3 separate regions of the Mus musculus genome follow, and all the other regions are linked to region 2. A link is a contact called in public HiChIP or PLAC-seq data. All regions are on one chromosome and are shown on one strand. Each heading gives the region's core, a stretch centred on a gene start, on an enhancer-like site or on the middle of the called end of the contact. The rest is flanking DNA. Distances are from core to core; before and after follow the strand shown.

Evidence for each region. HiChIP or PLAC-seq counts read pairs in DNA pulled down with a chosen protein or histone mark.
Region 1: an H3K27ac HiChIP or PLAC-seq map of trophoblast stem cells shows a contact between it and region 2, with 6 times the contacts expected there. The contact joins two enhancer-like sites. A contact is called at or near these places in 6 of 115 datasets of contacts at active chromatin or transcription factors (embryonic stem cells, extraembryonic endoderm stem cells and trophoblast stem cells) and 1 of 9 other capture datasets (embryonic stem cells).
Region 3: an H3K27ac HiChIP or PLAC-seq map of trophoblast stem cells shows a contact between it and region 2, with 4 times the contacts expected there. The contact joins two enhancer-like sites. A contact is called at or near these places in 1 of 484 Hi-C or Micro-C datasets (cortical neurons), 4 of 115 datasets of contacts at active chromatin or transcription factors (differentiating embryonic stem cells, embryonic stem cells, pancreatic cancer cells and 1 more) and 1 of 9 other capture datasets (embryonic stem cells).

Annotation. Positions count from the first base shown.
Region 1 is chr1:88,598,125-88,601,973 of GRCm38.p6, forward strand. No RefSeq gene overlaps it. Among named protein-coding and RNA genes, the nearest start is that of Gm41912, 30 kb to the left of the region's middle. Within about 2 kb of position 2,252, at least 9 of the 459 cell types and tissues checked have an H3K27ac peak or open chromatin away from gene starts, as enhancers often do. A contact at or near this core is called in trophoblast stem cells, where this site is marked.
Region 2 is chr1:89,180,968-89,185,143 of GRCm38.p6, forward strand. No RefSeq gene overlaps it. Among named protein-coding and RNA genes, the nearest start is that of Gm34331, 80 kb to the left of the region's middle. Within about 2 kb of position 2,689, at least 115 of the 459 cell types and tissues checked have an H3K27ac peak or open chromatin away from gene starts, as enhancers often do. A contact at or near this core is called in pancreatic cancer cells and trophoblast stem cells, where this site is marked.
Region 3 is chr1:88,531,838-88,535,750 of GRCm38.p6, forward strand. No RefSeq gene overlaps it. Among named protein-coding and RNA genes, the nearest start is that of Gm19589, 18 kb to the right of the region's middle. Within about 2 kb of position 2,449, at least 47 of the 459 cell types and tissues checked have an H3K27ac peak or open chromatin away from gene starts, as enhancers often do. A contact at or near this core is called in pancreatic cancer cells and trophoblast stem cells, where this site is marked.

The sequences.
Region 1 (3,849 bases), core at 1,002-3,501, 580 kb before region 2:
GAATTGATCCAGTACTATCTCCTTGTACTAAGGTCAAATCTAAGTGGATTAAGGATCTCCACATAAAACCAGAGACACTGAAACTTATAGAGGAGAAAGTAGGGAAAAGCCTCGAAGATATGGGTACAGGGGAAAAATTCCTGAATAGAACAGCAATGGCTTGTGCTGTAAGATCGAGAATCGATAAATGGGACCTCATAAAATTGCAAAGCTTCTGCAAGGCAAAAGACACCGTCAATAAGACAAAAAGACCACCAACAGATTGGGAAAGGATCTTTACCTATCCCAAATCGGACAGGGGACTAATATCCAATATATATAAAGAACTCAAGAAGGTAGACTCCATAAAATCAAATAACCCCATTAAAAATGGGGCTCTGGGCTGGTGAGATGGCTCAGTGGGTAAGAGTACCCAACTGCTCTTCCAAAGGTCTGGAGTTCAAATCCCAGCAACCACATGGTGGCTCACAACCATCCATAACGAGATCTGACGCCCTCTTCTAGTGTGTCTGAAGACAGCTACAGTGTACTCACATATAATAAATAAATAAATCTTAAAAAAAAATGGGGCTTAGAACTGAACAAAGATTTCTTACCCGAGGAATACCTAATGGCAGAGAAGCACCTGAAAAAATGTTCAACATCCTTAATCATCAGGGAACTGCAAATCAAAACAACCCTGAGATTCCACCTCACACCAGTCAGAATGGCTAAGATCAAAAATTCAGGTGACAGCAGATGCTGGTGAGGATGTGGAGAAAGAGGAACACTCCTCCATTGTTGGTGGGATTGCAAGCTTGTACAACCACTCTGGAAATCAGTCTGGCGGTTCCTCAGAAAATTGGACATAGTACTACCGGAAGATCCAGCAATACCTCTTCTGGGCATATATCCAGAAGATGCCCCAACCAGTAAGAAGGACACATGCTCCACTATGTTCATAGCAGCCTTATTTATAATAGCCAGAAGCTGGAAAGAACCCAGATGCCCCTCAACAGAAGAATGGATACAGAAAATGTGGTACATTTACACAATGGAGTACTACTCAGCTATTAAAAAGAATGAATTTATGAAATTCCTAGCCAAATGGATGGACCTGGAGGGCATCATCCTGAGTGAGGTAACCCAATCACAAAGGAACTCTCACAATATGTACTCACTGATAAGTGGATATTAGCCCAGAAACTTAGGATACCCAAGATATAAGATATAATTTGCTAAAAACATTAAAATCAAGAGAACGAAGACCAAAGTGTGGACACTTTGCCCCTTCTTAGAATAGGAAATAAAACACCCATGGAAGGAGTTACAGAGACAAAATTTGGAAGTGTGACGAAAGGATGGACCATCTAGTGATTGCCATATCCAGAGATCCATCCCATGATCAGCTTCCAAACGCTGACACCATTGCATACACTAGCAAGATTTTGCTGAAAGGACCCAGATATAGCTGTCTCTTGTGAGACTATGCCAGGGCCTATCAAACACAGAAGTGGATGCTCACAGTCAGCTATTGAATGGACCACAGGGCCCCCAATGGAGGAACTAGAGAAAGCACCCAAGGAACTAAAGGGAACTGCAACCCTATAGGTGGAACAACAATATGAACTAAGCAGTACCCCGGAGCTCTTGTCTCTAGCTGCATATGTATCAAAAGATGGCCTAGTCGGCCATCACTGCAAAGAGAGGCCCATTGGACTTGCAAACTTTATATGCCCCAGTACAGGGGAACGCCAGGGCCAAAAAGGGGGAGTGGGTGGGTAGGGGAGTGGGGGTGGGTGGGTATGGGGGACTTTTGGTATAGCATTGGAAATGTAAATGAGCTAAATACCTAATAAAAAATGGAAAAAAAAATGCTTTGTGCCAATGATCTTAAATATAATGATGTCATCTTTAGTTGCCCAAGAGAAACAGGGCAGTTTCTAGGACTTTGTTGGGTCCTGGGACGGTCCCAGGATCCCAGGAAGTGACTTAAAAAGCCATAGTTTAGCTATGGGTCTTTGATATCCCATGAATACAGTCTGTCCCCTGTGTAGCTCAGTTTCCAGTTTCTAACACAAGAGTTGGGATATAATTATGAAACAGAAACCTGGGCCAGTGGATCCTAGCAGAGTGAGCTCATCTTTAGAGTCAGGCTGACCTATGTCTAGGAATTAAATGATGGCCTCACCACCATGTGACATTCTCAGATAAGGACTCAGCCTTGTGAGTTTGTGACTCCTGCTATCTTCTACACTGTCAGTGGAAGCTTGCAATGCCTTAGTCATGGTTGTATACAGTAAGTCATCTGGCCTGGGGCTGGCTACCCCCTGCCTCACATGGTTGCCTGGCTCTGATGGGATGCTGTACTGCTTTTGTTCATGCCCATCCTGTACTTCAACAGCATGAGCCCTGTTAAGGAATTTAGCCTTCGTCAACTAAACGAAGACTGTGAACTTCCTGTTGTTTTTTTAAGCACATGTGTCCAGCCATCAATTTAGCAGAACTTGCCTGCTACGAGCCAGGTAAGAGAAACCTCAGCCAGTGAGCTGCGAGGCAAGCAAGCATGTGATTAGACTTCAGCACTCTGAAGTTCTGTGGGCAATGACTCAAGATAGGAAACTTGGATGGAGATGGTCCAACTGAGGATGGGGGAATAAGGGAGGAGATGATAAATGCTCCATGGGAAAATTGTCGCTGTGACTGCAGTCGGTTGACATTTGGGGGTACTTTGGTTGCTTAAGAGGTTTCCTTTTATAGGAAGAGGTGACTCAGGGAGTCACTCAGAGGTGGCTCCTGGTGAAAAATAAGGTGCTGATTCAGCTGGCAAGGTCAGAGAGGAGCCATTTCTATGCCTCTTTTCCTCTCTTCCTGGGCATTGGCTTGTCTGTTCCTTTGAGAAGGCAAGACCTCAGCCACCCAATCTACCCAGGCAAATGCTGACAAGGGCTGTGTGTGCATGTCTGTTCTGAGGTCTGGCATCAGAAGTCACATGGCTGCATGTCTGTGGTGGTTTGAATATGCTTGGCCCAGTGAGTATACAGGAAGTGGCACTAACAGGGGGCATGGCCTTGTTGGAGAAAGTATGTCACTGTGTAGGTGAACTTTGAGGGATCCTAGCACTCAGGCTCTGCTCAATGGGGAAGAGACCCTCCTGCTGACTGCCTGCACAAGCCAGTCTCCTCCTGACAGCATTTGGATCAAGATGTAGAACTCTCAGCTCCTCTCCAGCACCATGACTGCCTGCTGGCTGCCGTGCATCCTGCCATGATGATAATGGACTAACTTCTGAAACTGTAAGCCAGCCCCAATTGAATGTCCTTTATTAGAGTTGCCTTGGTCATTGTTATGGTTTGAATATGCTCGGCCCAGGGAGTAGCACTATTAGAAGGTGTGACCCTGTTAGAGTAGGTGTGTCACTGTGAGTGTGGGCTTTAAAACCCTCATCCTAGCTACCTGAAGGCAAGTATTCTGCTAGCAGCCTTCAGGTAAAGATGTAGAACTCTCAGCTCTGCCTGCACCATGCCTGCCTGGATGCTGCCATGCTCCCACCTTGATAATGGACTGAACCTCCGAATCTGTAGGCCAGCCTCAATTCAGTGTTGTTCTTAAAAGACTTGGCTTGTTCACGGTGTCTGTTTACAGCAGTAAAACCCTAATTAAGACAGTCATGGTGTCTCTTCACTGCAGGAAAACCCCAACCAAGCCAATGTCCAAGCCCTGTTCCTGCTGTTTGTTTTCTAGCTCCAGAACTTGCATTAGCTCTAACTCCACTTCTTGCTGGTTTATTTCAGCTGTTCCAAACCCAGGATATGATCTACTGCTCTGCTCCTTCCCTGATACACACCGCGATCAATACTGGGATTCCCC
Region 2 (4,176 bases), core at 1,439-3,938:
GGTGAGGAAGTGAAAGATTGTCATCTGGACACGACATGGCTGTCACACTCATGAACTCATGGTAGCTGAGGTTACATGCATAAGACCTTCGTAAGACCAAGCCGGGCAGACTTCCAGGACAAACAGGGAGGAACGCTCCAGGCTTTACCCTTAATGAGGACCTACTGTGCTTGATGGAGGTGGGGGGTTAGAGGAGAGAACCAATCCTTTATGAGGTTTCTCGGTGGTAGGTTTACCCTGTGCAAATGGATAACTTCACACCCATGGATCCATTGGCTTGTATGGGTTATCTCTCAATCTCCATCTCTATCTCTATCAGGAGGATAAGAGGATATTGAAGAAGAAAAATAGAGAGTGGGTATGACTAAATTTCATTGTATATATGTATGTGTAAGACCCCTGAAGCTGGGCCTCCACTCAAGTCCCGGGATAAGCTGGCCGGCACTCCAGTGACCCAAGAGAAAACCACACCTGATGCAAACTGCAAGAGATTTTATTATCAGCTAGCTGAGGACGAAGTCCCTCCGCCGTGCAGAGCAGGGGAGTTTGACCCTGAGCCATGACAGTAGGGGGCTTTTAACAGCTAGCTGAGGAATTGGGAGGAGTTAGGAGGAGAGTTGGGAAGAGTTGAGAGGAGTTGGGAAGAGTTGGGAGGAGTTGGGAAGAGTTGGGAGGAGTTGGGAAGAGTTCTTCTCTTCCGGGTGTCCTTGGTGAAATTTACAAGGCAGGAGTGGGGAGTGAGTTCTTTCTGAATTTTTATCTCTGTGTCCTCAGCACAGGAAGGCAGGTATCTCTGGTTGTAAAGTATAGAAACAAAAAGGCTTTTTGCTGGCTATAGAGAACAAAGAGCTTCTTTTTGGCTGTATTTTTAGAGATCAGGGAAAACAAGCTTGGGGAACGTCCAGGGGCTTTACCTTCCAGGGAGAAATGCTCTAAGTCGGGGTCCCATATATGTAGTTCTCACAAATAAATAAAAGGATAATTAAAGAAGGAGACACAGACCCAGGAGATGTTGATCATGAATAACAGGAGACATGTTCCTTGCCGGCTGCACTTTGATTTAAAGAAGAAAGCAATGCATGCTGGTCTCAGGGAGGGTGGAAGAAGAAACTTCTCCCTACCACACACCAAGGTAATACAGCCTCTCTGTTCAGGTCAGCAAGGAGGTGGCAGACCTGGAGACTGTGGAGGCCAGCCTCAGGATGAAGAGGATGGGCAGACCGGAAGCACTGCTTCTACCAGAGGCGATGCTTTTGTGTGGGACAATGACCTCTCAAGTGGTTAAAAGTGAGCTAAGAACTGAAGAAACCGTTTTAGGTCATCCGTGGTTCTATGGGGAGGGTTAGGTCATCCATGGATCTAATAGGAGGGTGTGTCAAGATCATTGATTCATCCAGATGAGGGTCCTGAGGCCCTGGTCAAGTGTAGGACTAGGGAGGGAGGAATTGCAGAGATCCCACGGGGATAATCTTCTCCAAGGCAGAGCTCAGAAGGGAAGTCGCCAGAGTAGACGGGGCCTGCATGTTTTCTGTTTGCTTTTCATTTCTTTGCTAATGGAAGTAGTCTGACGCGGTGGGGCTCAGAACAGGAAAGGGTGAATTTCAGGACAGACTTGATGAGGAGACAAACAGGGAGGAGATGAAGTGTAAGACAAGCCTCCCTCCTTGGGAGTGGGAATCCCCCTCCTTTCCCATGCAGCGAAGCCTCAGTACCTCCGAAGTGCTTATTCCTATGTGGCTTCAGCCTCACCAGGCAGCATGTCAAATAAGAGATGTGTGGATAGCAGGTGTGACCCAGGACACGGGCCCTGTACCCACTCATCTTACAAACCCACCCAGGTACACAGGATGCATCTTTTCATTTAGAGCTGGTGTGTCAACTTGACACAGAGAGGAGGGCATCTCAGTTTAAAAAAAAAAAATGCCTCTGTAAGACTGGACTGTAGGCAAGCCTGCAGAGCATTTACTTAGAGATGGATGGGGGAAGGCCCAACCCATTGTGAGTGGTACCACTCCTGGGCTGGAGGTCCTGGGTTCTATTGGAAACAGGCTGAACAAGCCACAGGGAGAAACCAGTAAGCACTACCTCTCCATGGTCTCTGCATCAGCTCCTGCCTCCAGGTTCTATCCCTGCTTGAGTTCCTGTCCTGACTTTCTCAACGATGGACCATAATGTGGAAGTGTAAACCAAATAAACCCTTTCCTCCCCAACTTGCTTTTTGGTCATGGCGTTACATCACAACAATAGAAACCTAAGACAGAGGGATTTGGAAAGCCGGATGAAGTCCTGGGTCTGTGGTTCTTCAAATCCTTGCTCATTGTCCCCTGGATCTTGGATAACTAAAAGACACAGATAGGGTCAGGGGTGGGAGGATGGGGGTGGAAACAGAGAAACTGCAAGTCCACGTGTTTCCCTAGAGTCTCTCTTTGTCTTTGGTTGTATTGGAGGAAGTGGAGAACTAGGGTGTAGCCTCTGGCCCTTTACAATAAGTAACAAGGGGGCAGAGTCTGGGCTCCACCTAGCAGAGCTGGATCTACCTGGGGTCCACATCCCCTCCCCCCAGTGCGGGGGGCGGGGGGGCTGAGCTTGTCTTAGACATTCAGTTTTGCCTGTAGCACGGGAGTCCCCATCCCCTCCCTTCCTGCAGCCAAAAGGAGGACCTTGTTTCCCAGCAACCATGGAAACATCTCAGAGAACGGTTATATTGTTTTGAAGTGTTTTGAAATCTTATCAATGGTTTCCAAGGAAACATGAGCTGACGAATAGTGGCCTTGCTAGGTAGGTTCAAGAAGCAGGGGGGTGGAGGAGGGCGGGGTAACAGGCGGAACTCTCTGGACCCAAGGCGGAACTCTCTGGACCCAGGCGTCTGGCTGTTTACAGAACTGGAGAAACATTGTAGCTGGGATGCTTTAACTTTGTTGCTTTCCCCACAGTCACTCTTCGGGGATGTAGCATTATTTGCACCTCAATTAAAGAAATAATACAGTGTTTAAAGATGTAGAACTTGGGTCCAGAGAGATGCTGCTCATCAGCAGTGAAAAGCATGGGCTGCCCTAACAGAAGACCTGAGCTAGGCTTCTGGTGCCTATGTCAGGTGCCTCTGTCATGACTATGTGCAACTCCAGCTCCAGGGAATCCCATGTCCTCCCAGGGCACTAGTATTCCCACACATATACACACAAGCAGACATATATGCAGAAAAATAAAATCTTTTTCTAAATAGTGGGATTTGCATAATGTTAGTTGATCCTGCATGTTATTACATTTAGGGGAAATAGAGGTTAAAGTGGCAACCCAGCTGCCAAACTTTGGTCACAGTAGTTTGTTAATCAAACACAGTTGCAGGATCCTCATGGGACAGTGGCAAACATCCCAGAGAAATAGCACAAGCCTGGAAGTTTCTGCCAGTCACCCTCAATAGGCATGGTTCCTGCAGTCGCCAATTTAAATGCTTGGTAAGTCTGAAGCCCCAACGGAGACTGTCTTTGCCATCCTTTAAATATACACTCTGAGAGGCTAGCATGTTTCAAGCTTGTTCCTGTGTGTGGACCGCAGTGGTGAAGCATTTAAGACATGGGGACTGGTGAAAGGTAATTAGGTCACGGTGTCTCTAACTTTGTGAATGGATTAAGTCTGCCTGTTGGACTAGATTAGTGCTGGAGAAAATGGGTTGATATAATCAAGTTTGGCACCTGCCCGGAATCCTTCTTCCAAATGCATTCCCACAGCCATAAGACCATCTGTCATGAGACCATCTGCCAAGGCTTTGGCGTAGCCAACCAGATGCTGCCACTCTGAAATTTCAGAATGATGGGCCAAATAAATCTCTTTTCCGTTTAAAGTACTTAGCCTCAGGGACTTTGTTATAGCAACAGAAAGCATACTAGGTATATTGTACTTTTCATCACTGAGATAGGATATCAACTTAAGAAACAAGGAGAGAAAGATTTGTTTTGATACATGGTTTCATGGGTTTTGATCCCTGATCTCTTGCTCTGTTGAGAGCACTGAACCCACCATGGTGATGCAGAGCCATGGCCAGGAGCCCATGAGATTGCAAAGCAACTCAGCTCATGGTAGACTAGAGGCAGAGAATGACAGGAAAGGGCCAGGGTAAGGCACACCCCTAACACATATCCCAGTGACCCAGTTGCTCTGGCAAAACCCACTGCCTAG
Region 3 (3,913 bases), core at 1,199-3,698, 650 kb before region 2:
CTGAGTATCAATGGTGAGCTGAGCTGCAGGCACTCCTGTATCTATTTCTAGAAGAGGCAGGAGTGATGTTGGGTACTCCAGAGACACTTCCATCCAGATCAAGTGGCTGTGAGTGGTGCTCTCAGGAGGACAGGAAGAGGGCTAAGATGAAGATTCAGACATTGTCAAGGAAGCTGAAGCTAAGTGCCATCCTTCGTGTTAATGAGCAGCTGGGCTGAGAGCATCTCCTCAAGGCTACAACTCAATGAAGAGCCACTTAGGGTATTTTGTTGTTGTTTTTCTTATTCAACATTGAATAGTTCTGATATAAAATTTGTAACAATCTGTGCAAATATTCCCTTTTCTCCTTCATTACTTATCTCTCCCTTTCTCTCATCACTTACATGCTTCTGTGGTAGTGAGATAGCCCACAAACTCATTGTCTGCAGGGAACATATTGCCTTATTCATAGCTCCATGAAAGATGAATGTATCCCATAATGCATGATGACTGTGTGTGTTTGTGGGTTTTATGGTCAAAATCCTTGGGTCAATGTTTGTTTGTCCCACTGATGTCTCATAATGACACTTGAAACATAGGTTTACTGTTATATTTTCTTCTGTTTCTATTGTATTTTATTTTCCCCCTTTTCTTCTCAATCTTACAGAGCTTACTAATTTCCAGTGTATGAAAGATAACAGCATTCTGACCATGAAAACTGTAACAAAGTAGTGTGCCTGCACCCGCCTTGCTGGTCTTTCCCCACCTGTTTCTTTTGGCCTGTCCCAACTCCACTCCTCTAGCCTGGCCTGATTCCACCCCTTTGGCCTGTTCTCATTCTGTTTTTCAAACTCAGCTCTAACCATTGTCATACATCACTGATTCCACAAGTGTTTGTATTTTTCGGTCATTTTTGGTTCTAGTTCCCATTTGCAAATACATGCATTCCTCTTCGCATTCCTCCTTTCAGAGACTCTAGTGGTACTTAAAGGTTTACATGAGAATATTTTGTCCCTGCATCCTCTTTGCTGTTCATTCTTCATAGCTGCCTCTTTCCTTCTATCTCTAGTGAGATCCATCCAGGTTCTTTCTCTGGTCTTTGTACAGTCTCAGTCAGATGAGAGTCTGCTTGCTGGGGTGAATGCCCACATGTGCAGTCAAGCCTTTAGCCTTTCTCCACTGCACTTACTAAGTGCTGGCACATTGCTCCCTGTAAACCTGGACCATTTTGCCAACAGATCTGTGTAGCATCCTCACACAGCCTGGGTTCATCAGGTGGCAGAGATCAAACCCTGTACCTGTGTCAGTCCTTTGGGGACTGATGTACACGTACTTTCCCTGCCAATATTGGGATGTTTGTTTGTTTGTTTGTTTATTATATGTAAGTACACTGTAGCTGTCTTCAGACACCCCAGAAGAGGGCATCAGATCTCATAACAGATGGTTGTGAGCCACCATGTGGTTGCTGGGATTTGAACTAAGAACCTTTAGAAGAGCAGTCAGTGCTCTTAACCACTGAGCTATCTCCCCAACCTGGTTTTTAAAGCTCTCTCTTCTCTCTCTCTCTATGTGTGTCTCTCTTCTTCTTCTTCTTCTTCTTCTTCTTCTTCTTCTTCTTCTTCTTCTTCTTCTTCTTCTTCTTCTTCTTCTTCTTCTTCTTCTTCTCCTCCTCCTCCTCCTCCTCCTCCTCCTCCTCCTTCTCCTTCTTCTTCTCTTCTTTCCTTTTCTCTCCCCTCTTCATGACCAATTTTTGAATTCAGTTTTAGTGAATTTTATGTCAAATACTCATCACCATCTTGATCCCTCTTGTGTAACTTTCCAAGACTTCTCTATTACTTTTCTAGTATTTAGCTCTTTGTTCAACAAAATTGTTGTTCTTGTTGTTCATCTAAACTTTGAAAATGTGTTCACTTGTTTGAAAATTGTTTCATGATGTGTCTTTGCTATCAAGTTCTCCCCCCCACCCCCCTGGAATTTTCTTTGGAGTCCTTCTGGTTGAAGACTCTTAGTGGTTAAAAAGAAATATTTTGTTCATAAAAGTTATCTCCAATTGGTCTTTGCTTCGATATGTACTTACTGAGCTGACAACGCCATTCTGGCTTGCTAAGGATATCCCTGTACGTCTTCTGGTTCTAGTCACGCTAATAACAAGGCAGAGGATTTGCCTTTGCATGGAGTCTGGACTCTGCTAACCTGAGCTCTCCCAACTCATCTTGTGTAGCCTTGCTCTCGGTTTTGTTGAAGAGAGAATTTGAGAACATTAAAGAAATAACTGGTCTTTGAGTAGATTTCCTTGAATCTTTAGGGGTTGTTAATGGGTGTTCCAGACTTGACTCGATTAATGAGTGGGGGCCCAAGCAGCACAAAGAAAGAATGACTATTTTGCTAAGAAAGCCACACCTTCAGGATGAGGTTGAGACAAAGAAAAAAAAAATACCGTCTCTGTGGTGAAGCCCCACACACAAAAGCATTCTTTATTCCTGAGGTGAGTCATGGACCAGCAACGTTAGTGGGAGAGCCAAGCTCCAGCGGGAAGTTTAAAGTGTTGACTAAAGAAAGAGAAAGCACTGAACTTCACATTATCTAACTTCTCAAGAGGATCGCAAACATTTATTAGACATCATTTCAATCAAGTAGAGAATGCTGTGCTTGCTTTGTATTTAAATCTAATCATGTGAGCTCTTCAGAAATTAAATAACCTAATGTGATTCCTATTTATACTGACTAGATTGAAAAAAGAAAAAAAGGCCTATTCCTTTTCTATTTGAATAATGGACACCATCTATACCATACCAGACATAGGGAATTTTTTTTAATTTATTTTTTACACTGAATATTCCATTCTTCATCCTCCCCCATCCACCTTCCAACTGCTCCACATCCCACACTTCCTCCACACTCCCCTGTCTCCACATAGATGCCCCCACCCCCACCCCACCTGACCTCTAAACTCCCTGGGACCTCCAGTCTCTTGAAGGTTAGGTACATCATCTCTGAATGAACATAGACCCGGAAGTCCTCTACTTTATGTGTGTTGGGGGCCTTATATCAGTTGGTGTATACTCTCTGTTTGGTGGTCCAGTGTTCAAAAGATCTCAGGGGGTCCAGATTAATTGAGACTACTGGTCTTCCTACAGGACCCGCTTTCTCCTCAGCTTCTTTCAGCCTTCCCTAATTCAACAACAGGGGTCAGCTGCTTCTGTCCATTGGTTGGGTGTAAATATCTGCATATGACTCTTTCAGCTGCTCGTTGGGTCTTTCGGAGGGCAGTCATGAGAGGTCCCTTTTTGTGAGAATACCCTTAATTTTGGGTTTGGAAGGGGGTAGGTGGGTACATCTTTGCTCCTGTGGATGGAGGTATAGGACAATCCCATGTGTCCTTCTTCAGGTGCCACTGACCTTGTTTTGAAGAAACGGTCTCTCACTGGCCTGGAACTCACGTCAGCTAGGATAACTGGCCAATAAGCCCCCAAGGATCTGCCTGTCTCTATGTCCCCCACCTCTGCTATTATAAGCATGCACTAGCATGCTTGACTTAAAAAACAAAAAAACCTTGATTTTGTGTCATTCTTAAAATAAAGGGTGAAGTCCTTACTGAATGAATTGAGGTCTTTCCAAGCTTTGTTTTTTCCTGGCAAAGTGTAATCTGCATCATCTGACTTAGACCTCGGATCTGATCCCAGTTCCCCCATAGACCCTGCAGGGACCTTCCTTCTATGGGACCTGCAGTCTGACAGGTGACGTGGGTTGCTTTAGTCTAAAACTTCTTCTAGCCTTAGAATGACAAGATTTTCATGAAGAATGCCAATGATGATCTTTTTAAAAAAGATTTATTTATTTAATATATGTGAGTACACTGTCGCTGACTTCAGACACACCAGAAGAGGGCATCAGATCCCATTACAGATGGTTGTGAGCCACCATGTGGTTGCTG